3 separate regions of the Zea mays genome follow, and regions 1 and 3 are each linked to region 2. The links are chromatin contacts, called in public Hi-C maps. All regions are on one chromosome and are shown on one strand. Each heading gives the region's core, a stretch centred on a gene start, on an enhancer-like site or on the middle of the called end of the contact. The rest is flanking DNA. Distances are from core to core; before and after follow the strand shown.

Region 1 (2,700 bases), core at 134-2,633, 620 kb after region 2:
TGAATTGGTATATTGGACCACTGGAGATGTGTTAAGGAAATATACCCCTGGAATTGTTTGCTCAATATAACAAGCGGTAATCAGGTTCCAAGCAAAAGGGATTGTCCTGTACAGAGAACACCTCTAGTTAATTGGGAAAGAGTTATTCATGTAATCTACTATGAAGAAATGGTACAGTCAGGATCGTAGTATGTAGATTGAGGTAGTTATATATGGTCATTTCCAACAGTGTAACATAGGTGGAAATGGAAATGGAAAGTGAAACTTACATCATATTTGAATTAAGCATTAACTACTGCCGTTTAGAAACCTTTTTCATTTCTAATTTCAGTTCAAGGCGACTGAGCAGTAACCAAAAGAGAAATGCAAATTAGTAAAAATTCAAATTAAACGCAACTGGCCAATAATCGAATCGGTGTGTACACTGCATGAAATTGCAGTTGCCCAGCATTGGCAATAACTGAACGGGAGTGCAGATTACGTTCAGAAAACTATTTTTTCTGATTTCAGTTAAACACAACTGAGCAACAACGGAAGGGAAACGTGAGTAAAATGATTTTCCAATTAAACAAACTGAACAGTAAGTGAATGTGGGTACAGATTAGATATGACTGATCGCGGCTCAGGCAAATAGTGAAGAGCAGGTAGCTCGGCTAACCCTGAGGGTTCAGGAATCACAGTGGGTACCTGGCTGGTATCAGCGTGAGATAGGTGGCGGCTGAAGGGAAGAGGTGGACCAAAATGTGGACGAGGAAGATGATGACGGCGAGGCCCTTGCACAGTTTGGTGAAGCCCGTGAAGAACCGGCCTCCCTGCATCGGCGAGATCGATCGATCAGACATGCATAGCAGAACTGTAGAAGCACGGTCCGGTCCTTCCGAACTGGTGATCCTCCGTTGTAAGGCGTCGATTCAATGAGAAGGCGGGAGAAACACGGGCAGATCAACGGACACTCGTCAGAAGTGGAAGGACGAGAAGAGGGGCGCGGGCAGTGGTCCATACCGTACCCCTGCGGGGGACGGGATTGCGGAGGCGTTCATCGCGTCGGCGGCAAGCCCCCCTCAGTTCTCCAGCGAACCCGACCCGATGTCACTGACACTCGTCAGAAGTTTGGCGGCAGGCGCTCGGGACTCGGAAGGAGACGCGGCCGGCCACCCGCTGGTGCAGGCAGACGCGGTGCTGCGCTTCTTGCTCGGCGGGGATCTCGCAGAAATGGACTCGGCGGCGAAGAGCCTCCTCGGCGTCCTCCGTCGCCGGTGATTGAACAGAGGCGAGCGCGGCCGAGTCGGCAGTCGAACGAGCCGGGGGGGGTTTACGCGGCGAGGGAGATGGACGGGTGCGACTCAGCTAGTCTGGGTGGGCATGGGCCGGTCCCATCCACTCGAATCGCAGGGACAACACTGGCAAATGCACAGCCGCGCGGGCGGGGCACTAGGGCCGGGGCCTGTGGGTTAAATTGGCCGGTCCCACCATTGGGACTAACGGTCCAAAGTCCAAACCCAGTAGATCGGTATACGTTATACGAGTATTCCAAGCACAATATGGGCATACTATATTGTCTTCCGTTGTCAACCGTCGTATACCGTATCAGCGAGCCCATATTATTGTCTTCCAGAGAATGCAGCAAAACAACCCATTCGGCCATTCCCACCAGCCTGCTCCTGGATCAACCGTCGTATACTCAAGCAAATATTTTATCGGATTATCAGTATCTTCAGTATAGAACTCTTGTTATTAACACTATTTTTTCATTAGATATCCAGAAAATCACTGACCCCAGAAAAAGGATCTCCGCCCCCGTATACTCGTATCGGCGAGAAGATAGACTACTCCACATCCTCTTGACGTCGAGGCGGGCGGCAGTACATCACCGGCGTTTCGCTTTCAGTTTGCTACCTCAAAGTCCAAGACGAAGTACCACACATAAATTTACGCAAAACAAACTACAATGATTTTTTTTGGACATTAAATACAATTTAAAAAATTGACCCTATTGCTCGTGTAAGAATTCAACTCTACGTTAAGAGGCACATTACCCTTTACTATTTAAAAAACTACAAAATAATCAGCTTTCAAATTATGCTACAAGTCTACAGCACATTAGTAAGAACAAAGGTCTTGCCAATTCACCGCAACCGAAAGTAGTGGAAGTTGAGAGATGGTATAAATCAATGGGGGCGCTACAATTCCTTCTATATACACACGAACGTCCTGAAATCACCTGTTTCCTTTCCATTTTACACGTAAAACCAATCAAGCTGGACATCAGCCAACGGCGATTCTATGACTATGAACACAACGGAACACGTATTGTCAAAGGTGTCATCGTCTATCTTTCCTCGCCTTAGTCGTTGTTCTTGAAGAAGGAACCCCATTTTTCTATCAGGCCGCCTGTCCGGCTCTTCTGAACTACCAAAGTTGCTCTTGTGCCATCCTCTCCATTGGCATTCTGGGTCACTTTCTGGGAGTCTACCGAAGCAGGTTGTCCATTCACCATCTGTGTTGGTGCCAGGGGCTCTGAGGAACCAGAAGCAGAGACCGAAGCACTGCTCTTTCCGGCGTTGCAATCTGTACTTTGCCCTTCGCTGACTTTTTCTCCACTGTTGGGGACATTCGTATGCTTGTCAGGAGCATCAAATGAGGATGCATCTTGCTCCAATGCTGCTGCAGCAACACCATTGCAGTCTTTTACAGTACCAT
Region 2 (2,700 bases), core at 182-2,681:
ACTGCACTAGTCCACCCCCAAAACCCTAGTCCTAGTTTTCAATCATGTACAACCAAAGGCCGATTCAGTATAAGTAGTGTGGAGCAATAAAAAAATGCCCTGCTCAGTTAAGTAATTTGATTTCAGCTCTAGTGATAACAGGAAATGCCCATCTGTATCCTAAATGTGGGAAGCATGAAAAGGTACTAGGAGTAACTGAAGTGGTTCGCTTCAATTGGTCAATGCATCTGTGTTTTTTTCTGAAATAAATAAAAAGATGTTAAGTATCAGGGTTGGTCCATTATCGACAAATCTTTTTTGAATTTCATGAAGCATCCATGTTGATCCACAAAGAATGTACACATTTTTTATGGTTGATGGCAGGTTGTGCTACAGCAAGTGTATATCTCCATATCAGCCTCATAAATTCTTCCCCTCGTTGTATTGTTGCTTCTCACAACCACAATATCACTAGTTGCTTCGTTTCCCATATTTGATATACTCTAGCATGTTTTTACTGTTTCTGCCCCATGTTGCATACCACGAATACCCTAGACTGGTCTTCCTTTACAGCCTGCCCCATGTTAATCAATATCACTTTCTTTTGCGGAAAAAAGCAATGTCACTTATCTCAGCAGCCCGCCAAAACCCCTAAGTTCTCAAGGCAGATCAGACCCACAATACTCTTCCCACCATTGTACAGCCAACAGTCCAACACGACAGACTATAGGAATGCACTTCTAATTTGTATCTCTGGCGCACCCTGATGGCAAATTTCGCCTACAGGCAGTCTGAATCTGAACTGCACTGCCAGCAATCCACCAGTATCACCATCAATCCGTTCAAATGTAGCTACCGAGGACCAAGCGGGCGGAAACTCTACAGTCCGTCACATCAGCACCGCAATCTAACCAAGGTCCAACCCGCTCTATTAATAGCAATAGAAGCAGCGACTTGTGTAGACCAACACCACAGTGGAGAAGCGCATCCTTGCAGCTCAAACCATGCAAACTTGACAAGCAAGGTACCGGGCACCCAGCGATACGCGAAATAGGGGAGGGAGATGCTCATCAGCACCGGATACGCAAACCGCACCAGACCCCCGGTACCCACGCAAGGAACCACGCGAACGCACGCACCGTGTTGCCGTTGGCCGCCGCGGGGCCGCCACCTCCGCGCTGCTGGTACCGCTCGAACGCCGCCCCCGCCACCGGCGCAGACGACATCCCTGTCCCACCTGCGCCAGCGCCGCCGCCGCCGCCTCAGATCGGCAGCTCCCGCGCTACGGCAGCCGCTGCATTGGATCCGGAGCAGCAGCAGTGGGCGCCGCCGCCGATCTGGCGCGCCTCGGAGGGGCGGCGGTTAGGGTTTGGGTTTTGTGCGGCGGCTTCTGCAGGAGGAGGCAGAGGCGGAGAAGAGGAGCGGGTGGTGGTACGGCGAGGGAAAGGGAGGAAAGGAAAGCGACGCAGACGGTAGCGCTGTGAATGCGATGGCAGCAATGGCGCTGTCCGTCTTTCCCCTCCCTCCCTCCCCTCTCTCTCTCTCTCTCTCTCTCTCTCTCTCTCTCTCCCTCGTCCAGGTCCAGCTGCACGGGCGGGCTGTCCACTTTGGAGCCTCTCGGGCGGTGGGGGAGTGGGGTTGGGGGCTTGCTCTCTACGCTTTCTCTCCCCGCTAAGCTAAGCCAGCGTTCGGATAGGAGTAGGTGATTTGTGTTAATTCTTTCCGTTAAGCCCCTGGCCCATGGTTGGGTTTGGGTCCTAACTAATCTTACCTATTATGCAAGGTACATATAATTCTTGTTTTTAATCAATCAATCAACCAACCTTAAATTTAACGAACTATATAGAAAATATGCACATTCGTAACAGGTAATAAACATCAATAAATTAAAGAGATGTATTTTTATAATAACGTATTTGAATATATTAATGCCGGTACTATTTCATATACCTTGTCAATCTTGACTTAGTTTAAAACTAGGATTGCATTTTTTTAATGGATGTAATACTGTGTGCTTAGATTTTTGAAATCAAATAGAGCGATTTTCCTTCAGTAATTAAGTATATTATTCTTTAATAAATTTATTTGGTAAATAAAAAATGAACAACAGTAACTAGAAGAAGAGTATAAAGAAAAATAAAATATAAATAAATCGATTTAGTAAATAAATATATAAGAGTAAAATGGAAAGAGCAGGCATAAACTATGCCATATTTGACAAACTCTAGCTCTAGCAAAAATATGTCGATTATGCATTTGCATGACTCCTTTCATTTATAGTTTAGATTAAATATAAATATTTAAATCACTTTAATTTAGTGCATAGTTTGTAGAGCCAACATAGATCTTGGAACCTTAGAGATATGTCAAACGAACCCTTAACATTGTATTTTGTTTGGTCATCCAAAACTCGACCTGCGAGGGGTAAGACAGCCCTCGGGCATTGAATTAAAAAGAAGATCTTCTCACACAGGTCGAGAAAAACCCACAGACAAGGGGATTTTTTTAACCACAGCCTGAAAATCGCTCCCACGGGGAATCGAACCCAGGACCTGAGGAGTGCTACTCAGACCACCTAACCAACTCAGCTAGAGGCCCTTTCGCTGTTTGGTCATCCAAAACGAGGGCAACAAAACTTCTTTTTATAATTTCATGGTGATGAGATATATGGTGTTGTTTGGTTCAGACGTTGTTAATAGAATAGTAATGGGATATCTTAGC
Region 3 (2,700 bases), core at 155-2,654, 730 kb after region 2:
CGCTTGACAGATTTGGGAGATGTTGCTTTGAGATGTGCTATTCAAAGAAAAGAAAGGAGGTTATCATATATAAATAAAACTTATCATTTCACAAAGCTGTGCAATAAGTTTCTGAAATAATACCTTGCAGTAACGATACTTTTTGTCCCCTGGGCCAAAAATCACCTCCTTGACAACCTTATTTCCATCAGGGTCCTGCACCAGAAATATCCCCCAAATGACTCAAATCATACAAAAGGAACGCAAAGCATCATTTTCTCGAATGCTCTGCTCTGGCCAAAAAAAAGAGGCGTGCAGGATTATGGTACTACATGATAGTATTTTCTATATAGAATTTGTCAGGATTAACTGAAACAGCAAGAAATATCCACCTAAATGTGGTCCTAGAGGCAGACATCTGTTTGAGGCCAGAAAAGGGTATGAAAGCGGCATTGCAGCCTGAAGGCTTGAAACTGGCCACCAAAAAATTAGTTCCCCGTCTGCCAACCACCTCACTAGTTGAAACAAGCCGTAGTTCCGGGAAATTCGAACTGCAAGTTAAGCATGGTGCCGAATCTCACCATTTTGGACAGGAGCTCCTGCCGGTAGGGCCTGTCGACGCCTGTGGCACGCAGGAAATTTGCGTAGAGAGGCTCGTCAAGCACCTCCATGTCGTCCCTCTGGAGCCATACATACAGGAAACAGAAATCGAAAATCAGTTGCCAAGTTAAAGTTAGCGCACATGAAGAAAAAAAAAAATGGGCGCAAGGCGCACTCAGAGTGACACTGGACGACAACAGTTTCCTTGTGATGAGCACGCGCATCGCATAGGCCCCCTACCGTACCGACTACCGCCTAGCACCAGCCGTCCAGCCCTCGTCGGAACGCCGCGAATGCTCGCGTTGCAGCTGAGCGAGCGAGCGTGCACTGGAACGGGTCCCCATCCGTTTGTGATATCCCCTCTCCCGCCGCATGATGAGCTGAGGCGCGAACAGAGCAGAGGAGGAGGAGGAGGAGGACGAGGAGAGGAGGAGGAGGAGCAGACCTGGGCGAAGGAGTACATGAGGCTGGTGCTGAGGGAGCGCGGCGCCGACCACGCGTGGATCACCACGGGCGACTCCGCCTCCGACGCCATTCGCCCGCGGCCGCAGCGCCTCGCCGATCAAGTGGAGACTGGAGGAGGGGGGAATTTCCGGGTGGTTGGTTCCTCCCGAGTCGAATTTGACCCGCCCGAGTGTGCGACTGAACTGTGGGAACAGATTGGAATGGAAGGCTATTATTTAGGACTGTAGGAGTAGGGGCCGCGGGGCCGCGGGGAGCACAACCATTGGTGCCCTGATGCTTTGGCGTCGCCGCCGCGTGCTTGGCCTGGTGGGTGGAGTGGCGAGTGCCGTGGGCGCGGCGGGGAGGTCGACGCGACTGCCAGGTCCCGACCCGCCTCCCTACTCCCCACTTCCCCAGCTAGCAAAAGGTCACTACGGCGAGCGGCGTGTGTATTATTGCTTGTCATTTTTGTCATGTCACGTACTAGGGCCTTGTGTGCTTATCGGAATTTGGGATTCTATTCAGGTACGTAGGAATTTGTTACAGAGTTCTTTGATGAACCCTTGCTCACGCATAGAGATGGCAATAGAACCCGATCCCCAATTTTCTGCGAGAAATTCCTCCATTAGAGATGAAGATGGGGAGGAAACTTACCTCGCGGCGATATAAATAGAGAAAATGTATCCCCCAACGGATAAACAGGATGGGGACAGAGAATCATTCACCATTCTCATTCCCCGCGGGCCGCGGGGACCCATTAACCTTGCACGTGACTATGACGACAAAAATAAATAATTATCTTTCAAGAAACCACTAATTATACAAATGTGTTTATTTTAATGTATACATAATGATTTCTTACCTATGATATTATGTATAAATGACAATATTTAATATTAATAACAAAAAAACTTATGTCTTAATTATAATTTAAACAATATGGGAATCATTGTTGTGAATTTATTTTTTTCGTCGCGGGGACCGAATTGGAGAGCTATTCCCAGCGAGGAATTAGCCGTTGTCATCCCTACTCACGCCAGCTATAGATTAATTGGGCCGACTCACGCCACCATTATAGTTCTTACTCCATTCAGGCAGGCCCGAAGGACCCCGTCTTGGGCCGACTCGCCCGTTTCTCCTGCAGCCCACCAGCTAACGGAGTCGAAGCCTCTTCTGTTGTCGGTCTGGACAGCATGATCGGCGCTGACACTAATCGTCGCTGACTCTCTCACGCCAGTAACTAGCCGACGAACGAAATTCAGGTTCAGTGCTTCGATGCAGAATGCGGTGATATACCGTTAGAATGGGGAGGTGGATTGGGCGGAGACGTCGCATCCTGCCTTCACGCCCACGAACACGATTGCACGAATCAAGAGGACATGTCTCCTCCCTCCGTTCAAAACAACTACTACTATAAGATATCACTCCGTTCTTTTTTATTTATCACGATTTAGTTTAAAAAGATCTAGCGAACCATAAATATTCGAGAACTTAGATAGTATGTGCAAGTCAAGTCCGTGGAGGGCGGCGCTCCCTCAAAAGGATCACCAAAAGCCTTTCGAGGAGAATGGCGAATGGGTGCATGCATACCAAAGAGCAAACGTCTCGCCTGTTTTAGGCACTCTATGAACTCACGTTCAACGTATGACGAACACCGCGGGAAGGGTCTGTCCCTAA

Evidence for each region. Hi-C and Micro-C count contacts between places; a contact is called where the count stands out from the background.
Region 1: a contact with region 2 is called in a Hi-C map of leaf mesophyll, with 3 times the contacts expected there. The contact joins the promoter of LOC100194098 here to the promoter of LOC100281414 in region 2. A contact is called at or near these places in 5 of 25 Hi-C or Micro-C datasets (endosperm, leaf, leaf mesophyll and 1 more).
Region 3: a Hi-C map of ear shows a contact between it and region 2, with 2.6 times the contacts expected there. The contact joins the promoter of LOC100283847 here to the promoter of LOC100281414 in region 2. A contact is called at or near these places in 2 of 25 Hi-C or Micro-C datasets (ear and tassel).

The regions. Positions count from the first base shown.
Region 1 is chr1:62,467,361-62,470,060 of Zm-B73-REFERENCE-NAM-5.0, forward strand. LOC100194098 reads right to left here and starts at 1,384. Exons shown (of 8, transcript NM_001401391.1): 1 at 1,008-1,384; 2 at 688-812; 3 at 46-106. The coding sequence starts at 1,040. LOC100274107 (alpha/beta-Hydrolases superfamily protein) reads right to left here. Exons shown (of 14, transcript NM_001415957.1): 14 at 1,965-2,700. The coding sequence ends at 2,345.
Region 2 is chr1:61,843,181-61,845,880 of Zm-B73-REFERENCE-NAM-5.0, forward strand. LOC100281414 reads right to left here and starts at 1,432. Exons shown (of 22, transcript NM_001154332.2): 1 at 1,119-1,432. The coding sequence starts at 1,205.
Region 3 is chr1:62,570,377-62,573,076 of Zm-B73-REFERENCE-NAM-5.0, forward strand. It overlaps LOC100283847, which reads right to left and starts at 1,405. Exons shown (of 19, transcript NR_182002.1): 1 at 1,025-1,405; 2 at 561-659; 3 at 124-195; 4 at 1-37.